Regions from separate parts of the Canis lupus genome. Here region 2 is linked to region 1. The links are chromatin contacts, called in public Hi-C maps. All regions are on one chromosome and are shown on one strand. The core of a region is the stretch at or near the end of the contact, and the rest is flanking DNA. Distances in the headings are between cores, read along the strand shown. Region 1 overlaps ARHGAP26 (rho GTPase-activating protein 26). Region 2 overlaps ARHGAP26 (rho GTPase-activating protein 26).

What was found. Hi-C and Micro-C count contacts between places; a contact is called where the count stands out from the background.
Region 2: a contact with region 1 is called in a Hi-C map of blood, with 5 times the contacts expected there. The contact joins two enhancer-like sites. A contact is called at or near these places in 3 of 9 Hi-C or Micro-C datasets (blood and liver).

Annotation. Positions count from the first base shown.
Region 1 is chr2:36,928,811-36,933,205 of UU_Cfam_GSD_1.0, forward strand. All of the region lies in intron 10 of ARHGAP26 (rho GTPase-activating protein 26), which reads left to right. Among named protein-coding and RNA genes, the nearest start is that of ARHGAP26, 150 kb to the left of the region's middle. Within about 2 kb of position 1,546, at least 5 of the 20 cell types and tissues checked have an H3K27ac peak or open chromatin away from gene starts, as enhancers often do. A contact at or near this core is called in blood, where this site is marked.
Region 2 is chr2:36,985,467-36,990,213 of UU_Cfam_GSD_1.0, forward strand. All of the region lies in intron 11 of ARHGAP26 (rho GTPase-activating protein 26), which reads left to right. Among named protein-coding and RNA genes, the nearest start is that of ARHGAP26, 210 kb to the left of the region's middle. Within about 2 kb of position 2,730, at least 2 of the 20 cell types and tissues checked have an H3K27ac peak or open chromatin away from gene starts, as enhancers often do. A contact at or near this core is called in blood, where this site is marked.

The sequences.
Region 1 (4,395 bases), core at 296-2,795:
TGGAAAAATCTGGCAATGTTGATCCCCCTCCCTGTGTGCCAGCTGTTTATAGAGCTGAGAGGTAGACACTCCCTCTCCGCGGGGCATGTATGTATTTTCCACTTTGCTGCAGTCCCCACCATGCCCTATTGTTTCACTATGATGACAGGTGACAGCTTCCACTTTGCCTTGCACTTGCACTGTTGTTTTTCCCATAGAGCAGAAATACTCTTGTTCCTGTGACTATCAGAAAGTAAATGTGCAAAAGAAAATATAAAGGGCTACATGTTATAAGGAAAGTGAGACTGAGCCTATTTTCCTTGAGGCAATAAATACTTTTTTTATTCAATTTCACTCATTTTGCTTACTTGCTGTTCTCTGTAGATGTTTCAGTCTGTAATCTCATAGACAAGAAAGAAATGTCATTCTCTAAGATTATTTGGAATGATTTTGGCCATATCTCTGTGTAAATGAAGATGTCCTGAACCTTGAACCCTAATAATGGTTGGGAACCTGTTTTCCCAGTAGCATTTTAGAAGCAAAGGACCACTTCTTATCCCTGGCACTTGTGCAGCTCTTTTCAGTGGTGGATGGCAGCCTGTTCTCCAAGCCTTCACCATTCCCTGTCTTCCTATATAAGCATATAGGATTCACATGCAGGCTGTGGGAATGTGTGTTTCTGCAGGTGCCATAGTCCTTCTTTTATTCTGAACTTGCCCCTTTCATGTGCTGTAGTGTGGTTGGGAGCTGGGGGACGAACTTTTGCCAACAGAAGACTTAGAGTCTTATGAATGAGTAACCTCTAGATCTTTGGAGGTTGATTTAGAAAGAATAGTACTGTTAGATTCTGAGTGTGTTTGTTTCAGTGGGGTGGAGTTAGGAACAGCATTTCCTTGTCCAGTAGGAAGTGGTGGAGTTGCCAAGCCACTGAGATCACTATTGTTGACTCAGATTCAGGAATAAGATTAGAGCAGGAAAGCTGTCGAATGGCCCTGGAGTCAGGCCTGATTGTGATTCTGCTTGCTGTCTGCTGCTGAGGAGGCTGTGAGCTGACATCAGTGGTCCCAGCTCCTGGATGTGGCAGTGAAGAGTGTACTGTTTTCCATGGGCTCTTTCTGGAGGCCAGCGTTGAAGGCGCTATGGTGCTGGGGCGCGGTTTGCCCTGTGACAGATGAGTAATGGTCTGCATCTCTTCCCCTGTTGTGTGAGAGGTGGAGTGCCAGCTTAGAGAAAATTGCAGATACTGTTCACAGTTCTTAAGCTGGTAAAGATACAGCACTAACCAAGGGTTTATTCAGAGTCAAAATGATGTGCCATATCTTATACGTTGTATCTTGGGCTTGAGCTCCAAAAAGGATTGCAAGTCCTTTGTCACTTTTCCCAACTAGTGGGCAGAGGGGGCTCCTTCACAGATTTTCTAGAATTTGCTAAAGACCCCTTCTTTGTCCTTATCGATTTATCTGACTTTAATTCCAAAAGGGGGAAGTAGGCCACTTTGATGCTTTACTCAGGAGGAAAAAGGAAATGGTCATGATGTCAGAGCCTGTGTGTCACTGCAGCCCCTGGCTTGACTCCTTTTGTGGTAGAGGTGTGATTTTCAGTGCTGTCTATGATTGTTCTGGGGGTGGGGTCATGTGTATCAGAAGCACCTGTGGCTGCTTTCTTTTCTTTTTTAAACTATATACACCTGGCCTTCTCCCTCCATAATTTTCATCCTACTGCATACTTGCCATTTTTTCCCCTCCACGTGCCACCTCCATTGGCCCCAGTGATAACTAGTTTTTGGAACATTTACAGTGTGTCTGACACTTTGAAAAACTTTATGAGCATCTCATTTAACCTTCACAATGACTCCTTGAAGTAGGTACTGTTTAAATCTGCAGTGTAAAGGATAACATGGAGTAGTTCAGTTACTTGTCCTCTAGGCATTTATGCAGCAGCAAAGCACCAGAATCAGGATAACTAGTGAGCCTAAATTATTGATGACAAGGCCTGTCTCTTCACTTTGTATGTATGTATATATGTATTTAAAGATTTTATTTATTAGAGAGGTGGGGAGAGAGAGAGAGCGCGCGAGAGAGAGAGAGAGAGAGAGAAAGAAAGAAAGGGCTGGTGGGTACGAGAGTATAAGAGTAGAGGGAGGGAGAAACAGTAGTCTCTCCACTGAGCAGGGAGCCTGATGCGGAGTTTGATCCCTGGACTCCGGGATCATGACCTGAGCCAAAAGCAGACGCTTAACCAACTGAGCCATGCAGGTGTCCTTCTCTTCAGTATTTAAAAGACTTTATTAAAAAGTTGAGGTGTAATCCCAGTAAGATGCACAAATCTTAAGTCCATATCTTTATGACAACCCCCCAACCCCTACCTGTGTAACCACCCTGATCAGGTTATAGAAAGAACATTGCTGTTACCTGAGAAGGCTTCCTTCTGGTCATTGTCATACCTTTTCCCCAAGATGAAATCACTGTTCTGAATTCTGTCACTATAAATGACGTTGACTAGAGTTTGAACATCATATCAATGGAATCATACTGTTAGTAGTCTTTGTGTCTCGATTGTGTTTTTCATTATTATATGAGGGGGCCTGATGTGGGGCTCTATTCCAGAATCCTGGGATCATGACCTGAGTGGAAGGCAGACAGTTAACTGACTGAACCATCCAGGCGTCCCAATCATCTTTAAACTAGTAGACCATACTGCCAACTCACTGTGGTGCTTAGAGGAGGGTCTAGTTCTTTTTGATGGTGGAGGACTTGAGTGGTCAATATCTGCTCTTTTTGGGCTAGGGCAACTTTACATTTGCTGTGGTCTTGTGTCCAAGGGTGAAGCAATAGACTGCTGGGTTGAGATCCTGGCTCTTGAGACTGTGGACAAGGTCTTTAACCTATTTGACCTTTTGTTTTTTCATCTGCTCAGTGGGGTAATGAGAGCATACTTAGCACATGATGTAGTTGTCTAGATTAAATGAGTTAATTTATGTATAGTGCTTAGCACAGCACCTGACACATCCTCCTAAGTTATTATTATTATAGTTTTAATTCCATTCTGGTTTTGATAGTTTCATAATTCTTTGTAGAACTAGAAAGAGCTCATTTACTTCAGTTTTCTTTCATTGTTTTATATTTTCCCTTGCTCACTGAACACCTGCCTCTGGAGTTCTCTTTCCCTTTCCCCTTCTCCATTTTTGTTGTGAAAAGCCAGATGCATTTAAAGTATGAACTAATAAGCTGGTGCCCTTAGAAATGTGTCCTATCTTACAGGGACTGACATAGAAAGTACAGGATCATAGAGAGTTTTGCCCATTTTATTTTGTTTAGAGGAATGGTGGCTAGTAGGAACAAAGGGGGAATATGGAAAGAGACTTATTGCTTGATTCCAAAATAAAGCTGACCCTTTCACCTTGGTTCTTGGAAATTAACACACATAAGAGATTTATGTAATTATAGTTTAAATTGTAATGAAGGAGAAGAAACTTGGAGCCAACAGAGTGTTTTCTAGATGCCTAGAAAGGATAGTACTGTGATCCAGAGGTCATACTGAGAGAAAATTACCTGAACTTGGGAGATAGGATTAGAACTAAATATTAAATCCATCTTATTCAGTTCTGTACTACCCACTCCCACAAAAAAGGGGAACAAAACCACATGTGGAAAAGAACTTACATTTTGATATTTTTTCTTGAAATGAAAACAAATCCTGTTGACTTTCCTGGTTACTAGGGCCAAGTGGCCTCTGAGTTTGTCTGAACTTCCTCTTTGTGGCTCTGGGTGGAAATATCACACTGTGTGCCATGAAGTTGATGTGACATCTGCAAGGTCCCTGAAATCTTGGTATGCTAGGCAACTATTGTGGTCTCACTGTTTGCTGGTGAGCACCTAGCAGGAAATGAACTGGAGACTTGTTGGCTGCTTGACCGTAGTGTATACTGGAGGGTGTCTTTGCTCTTAAGTGTTGGGGGACAGGAAGGAAAGGGTGGGGGCCTGTGGCCAGCCAGGGCAGTGAGCCTCAGACCTAACTGTGCACAGGATCACCTGTGGAGTTGGTGAAAACCCAAATTCCCAGACCTAGCCCAGAACTTCAGATTCATTAAGGTGGTTTCAGGTTGAGAATCTCCGTTTTAAGGGAATGCCCAATTCTGAAGCTGGTGGTCCAGGCACAGCACTTTGAGCAACATTCAAAAGTTCAGGTCCAGCACCTCGAGAATTCTGTGGTAGACTGCAGCTTTGTAGACTTTTTTTTTCTATATGCTGTTAAAGCATTGCGCTTGAGGTGGAACGGTAGAAGCAGTCCTCCACAACTGCAAGCCAAGGATCAGCTCTATGGAGCCATAGCTGCCAGTAGTCTGCAGACATTCATTCTGACATACTAAATGGGCTCATGGTGGGAAGTGGGCATTTGAGTCTGAGAATGAAAATT
Region 2 (4,747 bases), core at 1,480-3,979, 58 kb after region 1:
ACATTTGCAAACCATGGGAACTAGGGAAATTTATTCAAGATAGATCATTAACTTTAAACATAAAACCTGTAACTGTGAAGTTTCCAGAAGAAAACACTGTGCAAAATCTTTGTTATCTGGCATCTGCAGAGGTTTCTTAATAGGACACAGAAAGAAATCGATCTCAAAAAAAAAAAAAAAAAAAAAGACTAAATTTGACTCTAAGAACTTGTGCTATCAAAAGGTATCATTGAGAAAGTCCATTGGCAAGCTACAGAATGGGAGAAAATATTTGCAAAATGTACATCTGACAGAGGATATATCCAGAATGTATAGAGAGCTCATAAAACTTAGTAATAAAAAGAGCAACTGTACTAAAAGATGGGCAAATGACTTGGAGAGATGCCTCACAAAAGAAGATTAAGAATGTCTGGTAAGCTTATTTTCAAAATAGTACTCAACATCATTAGTCATCAGGGAAATGCAGATTAAAGCCATGGAGAGGGACACCTGAGTGGCTCAGTGGTTGAGTGTCTGCCTTTGGCTCAGGGTGTGATCCTGGGTTCCCAGGATCGAGTCCCACATTGGGCTCCCTACAGGGAGCCTGCTTCTCCTTCTGCCTATGTCTCTGCCTCTCTGTCTCTCTCTCTCTGTCTTTCTCTCTCTGTGTCTCTCATGAATAAATAAATAAAATCTTAAAAAAAAATCATGGTGAAGTATTACTACATGCCTGCCAGAATGGCTAAAATTAAGACCAATAGCACCATGTGTTGATGAGCATGTGAGCAATCAGAACACTCAGACATTATTGGTAGGAGTATAAAACAATTACTTTGGAAAAAAGGTTGGCAGTTTCTCATTCATTAACCAAAAAACTCCCCAGGATGCCTGGATGGCTCAGTTGGTTCAGCTCTTGATTTTGGCTCAGGTCATGATCTCAGGGTTGTGAGATTGAGCCCTACATTGGGCTCTATGTTCAGTTCAGAGTCTGCTTGGGATTCTTCCTCTCCCTCTCCCTTTGCTCCTCCCCACCCCTCTCCTCTCTCCCTCATAACTAACTAACTAACAAAAAACATCCCCATATCCTATAACCTAGAAGTTCCACTCTTGGTTATTTACACATGAGAAATGAAAGCCCATGTCCTCAAAAAGACTTGAAGACACTCCAAATGTTTTTGTTTGTCTATGATAGCCAAAGACAAAGAGGGAATACCCTGCGTGTCCATGAATAGGGAATCAATGAACAGCGATATAGCCAAATAATAAAATAATACTCAGCAATAAAGAGGATCAGAAGTACTGATTCATGCCACAATATGGACAACTCTCACAAATGTAATGTGAGTGAACTAAGATCATAAAGAGTGTAAACTGTGTGACACCCTTTGTCTGATGTTTGAGAACAAGCAGAACTAATGGTGGGAGTATACCACAACAGAACATTTGTTGCACGGGTACGTGAGCATGTGTGTGTTGTGGGTGCTGGAGTGTTTTGAGGAAGACTGCAAGACGCCTGACAGGGGAACTGCCTGAAGTGATGGAAAAGTTTCTGCCTTAATGTGGGTTTTTAAGGTACATGGACATATGAAATCATTGCAACTCATTTAAGAAGTGTGCACTTCATGGGCCCCTGGGTGACCGTCAGTTGAGTGTTCAAATCTTGGTTTCTGCTCAGGTGATGATCTCAGGGTCGTGAGATCAAGCCCTTCATTGGACTCCATGCTCATTGTAGGGTCTGCTTGAGATGCTCCCTGCCCTTCCTGCTCATGCTCTCTTAAAATACATAAATAAATTTTTAAAATTGTGTATTTCATTGTAGATAGCTTTTACCTTGAGAAAACCTGATAAACCACTATTTAACTTTAATAAATGATAAGCATATTCAAGCACTTAGATGGGAAGTGTTAATGTTTGCAACAATTTATCAAAAATATATTGGATTGGTGGATAATACAGAGAGATGGCTGGATATATGATCAGGAAAATGTAGTAAAATATTAGTAATGGTAGTATGGAAGTGATGGGTTGTATGTGTTCACTGTTGCTTTTTTCCTGTAAGTTTGAAAAATTTTTAAAGTAAGTGTTGAGAATAGAGAGTAAACATGCTGCTCTGGCCAACCTGGCCTAAGTCATACTATCTATCTACCCCTGGAGTCAGAAGTAGACTGACCTTTGGCTGTGATGGAGAGGTGTAGACCCTTGCAAGGAGAGCAGGGTACACTTGCCTAAAGACAAGCGAATGAATACTCTGGGTAACCAGAAGACAAGGGCTCTGATAGTCCAACCTTACCCTTTACTCCAAACATTGTATGGGAAATCATGTAGTATCTTGATAAACCTCTCTTTGACATTGTCTGGAGATAACATAGGGCCCAGTCTAATAACTTTTAACCTCTATAGAGCCAGAAAGGATACTAGAATCTATCTTTCCAATTTGTAAACCCTATTCTGCTACTTGAGTGTTGTAGGAAAATAGATTCCTCAGTCAAGGAGCTAGGGATCCCCTCCTTACCAGCTCAGAGCAAAGAAATCAAAGTGAATATTCCCAGAACCCTTTGCTGCATATGCTGGGTTAACATCAGGTTTATTCCTAGATTTAAGGTAGGACCTGTATGTGAGGAAACTCAGCTCTGAGTCATCATCTATCTAGAAATGCAGTACTCTGACCTCACAGTTGTCTGTGGCAAGGAAAGAAGTCACCTGTGTCTGTGTTGGATGAATTTCCCTCCTGCTTCTGAAAGGGGTGTTTTGCAGGGATTAATAAGATCATTATAAATGCCACTTGCCTCAGGTTGCCTGAAGGACAAAGGACTGGAAGTTGAAAGGAGTGAATTTTGTACAGTGATTCACTGTCTGGCTGTCCTTTCTCCTGGGTAGGGCCTTGCACTGGCAGCAGAACCTCACAGCTCCAACTTTTGGATCATGTGTGCTGTACCAAAAAATTTCCCATTTGCAGTTTTCCAAAGTATAGAAGAACAAGGTTCCCTCTTCTGATCAAGCTGTGCCATGATTTCCAAAGATATTAAAGGGAGGTTGAGGGACAGGCAGAGGAATATAGAAAGAAATTTTCTGCTTAAGATTGCAATTTTTGTCTGGCAAATGAAGAGGTAGAAGCATTATGCTGATGGGCTAGTGGGTTCATACACACTTTTTAATGTTACGTCAATGTGCAGCCAGGAAGTGTTAAAGCCAGAAGACTCCTCTCAGTAAGATCTGACCACATCCTACATACGTGACAGCTCATATCACCATCTACTTATTATTGTGCATTTGCTGTCAAGTGAGCTTCTTTTTTTCTGGTGCCCTTAAAATTTTCCTGAAATACTCTTCTTACTTGGACATTACTTAGATTTCATTTTCCTCTTTTGCATCTGGGTTTGTTTATATTGGCTATGACTCTAATCTTGGGTTGAAAGCTGGGGAAGTTGGTTATAGGGGTTTTCAGGATTTCTGAATATGAAATGCAAGGAAATTGCATAATGTTGCAGCGTTTCCTCTTCTTGTTGCTCGCTTGTTACCCAAAATACAGTAGTTCCTTCTAGAAGCTTGAAGGAATTTGGCAGGTCCTACCCTCTGATGGTCTATTGTCAGTGTAGAGAGTCAGTGTTATCCTGATTTGAGGTTGAATTTTTCTTGAGGTCAAACAACAAAGCTTCCTGAATTATAACTATGGCAACAGTGTTTATATAGCAGGCAAATCATAATGCTGTGGGGAGGAGGAGCACTTGCAACAATCAACATTAGTAACTTCAGAAATGCTGCACTCATGCTTAATTCACCAAGACCAGAAACAAGTTAAAATAGACGGTCCACCCTTTGACTGCATATGTGGGTGTGACCTGGATGCTCCAGAGGAATGATTTCACCTTTCCCCTTAAAATTATCTGATCTTAAATTGAGATTTCTCATAGGAAGTGCGTTAGGTGCCAGCGACACTCAAAATGGGAAAGCATCATTATAAGAATAATTTCCTTATCAGGGTCCTTATAGCCTGCTTCCGACCCACTGAAAATGATGAAAGAATGTTCATCCTTTGTCTTAAACTCCTTTGTCCCTCAATCTGAAGTGACTTCTTAGACAATAAACAGATGCCGGTGGACCTCCATAGCAGTGCAAGACAGAACTAATCATAAGGGATTTATTTGCAGATTAGAAATAATGGAAAATGAGAAATTGTATTTTGAAGTATTAAACTGTGTAGAATAGACTGTCAGAGCAGTGAGAGGCCAAAGCAAAAGGTTGGTCTGCAGCCATGAAGTCAGTTAGAAAATCTTTGTGGAAATAGCATTTTTGAGTACTTGCAGGTACTGTGGGGCTATTTTAGTTCTCCCAGGACCCCCTCAGAGTGTTATTACTTAGCTCGACTTTATAACAAGAAAACATGCTCGGGATCCCTGGGTGGCGCAGTGGTTTGGCGCCTGCCTTTGGCCCAGGGTGCGATCCTGGGGACCCGGGATCGAATCCCACGTCAGGCTCCCCGTGCATGGAGCCTGCTTCTCCCTCTGCCTGTGTCTCTGCCTCTCTCTCTCTCTCTGTGTGTGACTATCATAAATAAATAATAATAAAAAAAAAAGAAAAAAGAAAACATGCTCAAGGGTGCCTGGGTGGCTCAGTCAGTTAAGTGTCCCACTCTTGGTTTTGGCTCAGGTCATGATCTCAGGGTTGTGAGACTGAACCTCACATTGGGCTCTGCACTCAGTGGGGAGTCTGCTGGAGATTGCCTTTCCCTCTCTGCATCTGCTCCTCCTCCCGTTCATGTGTACATGTG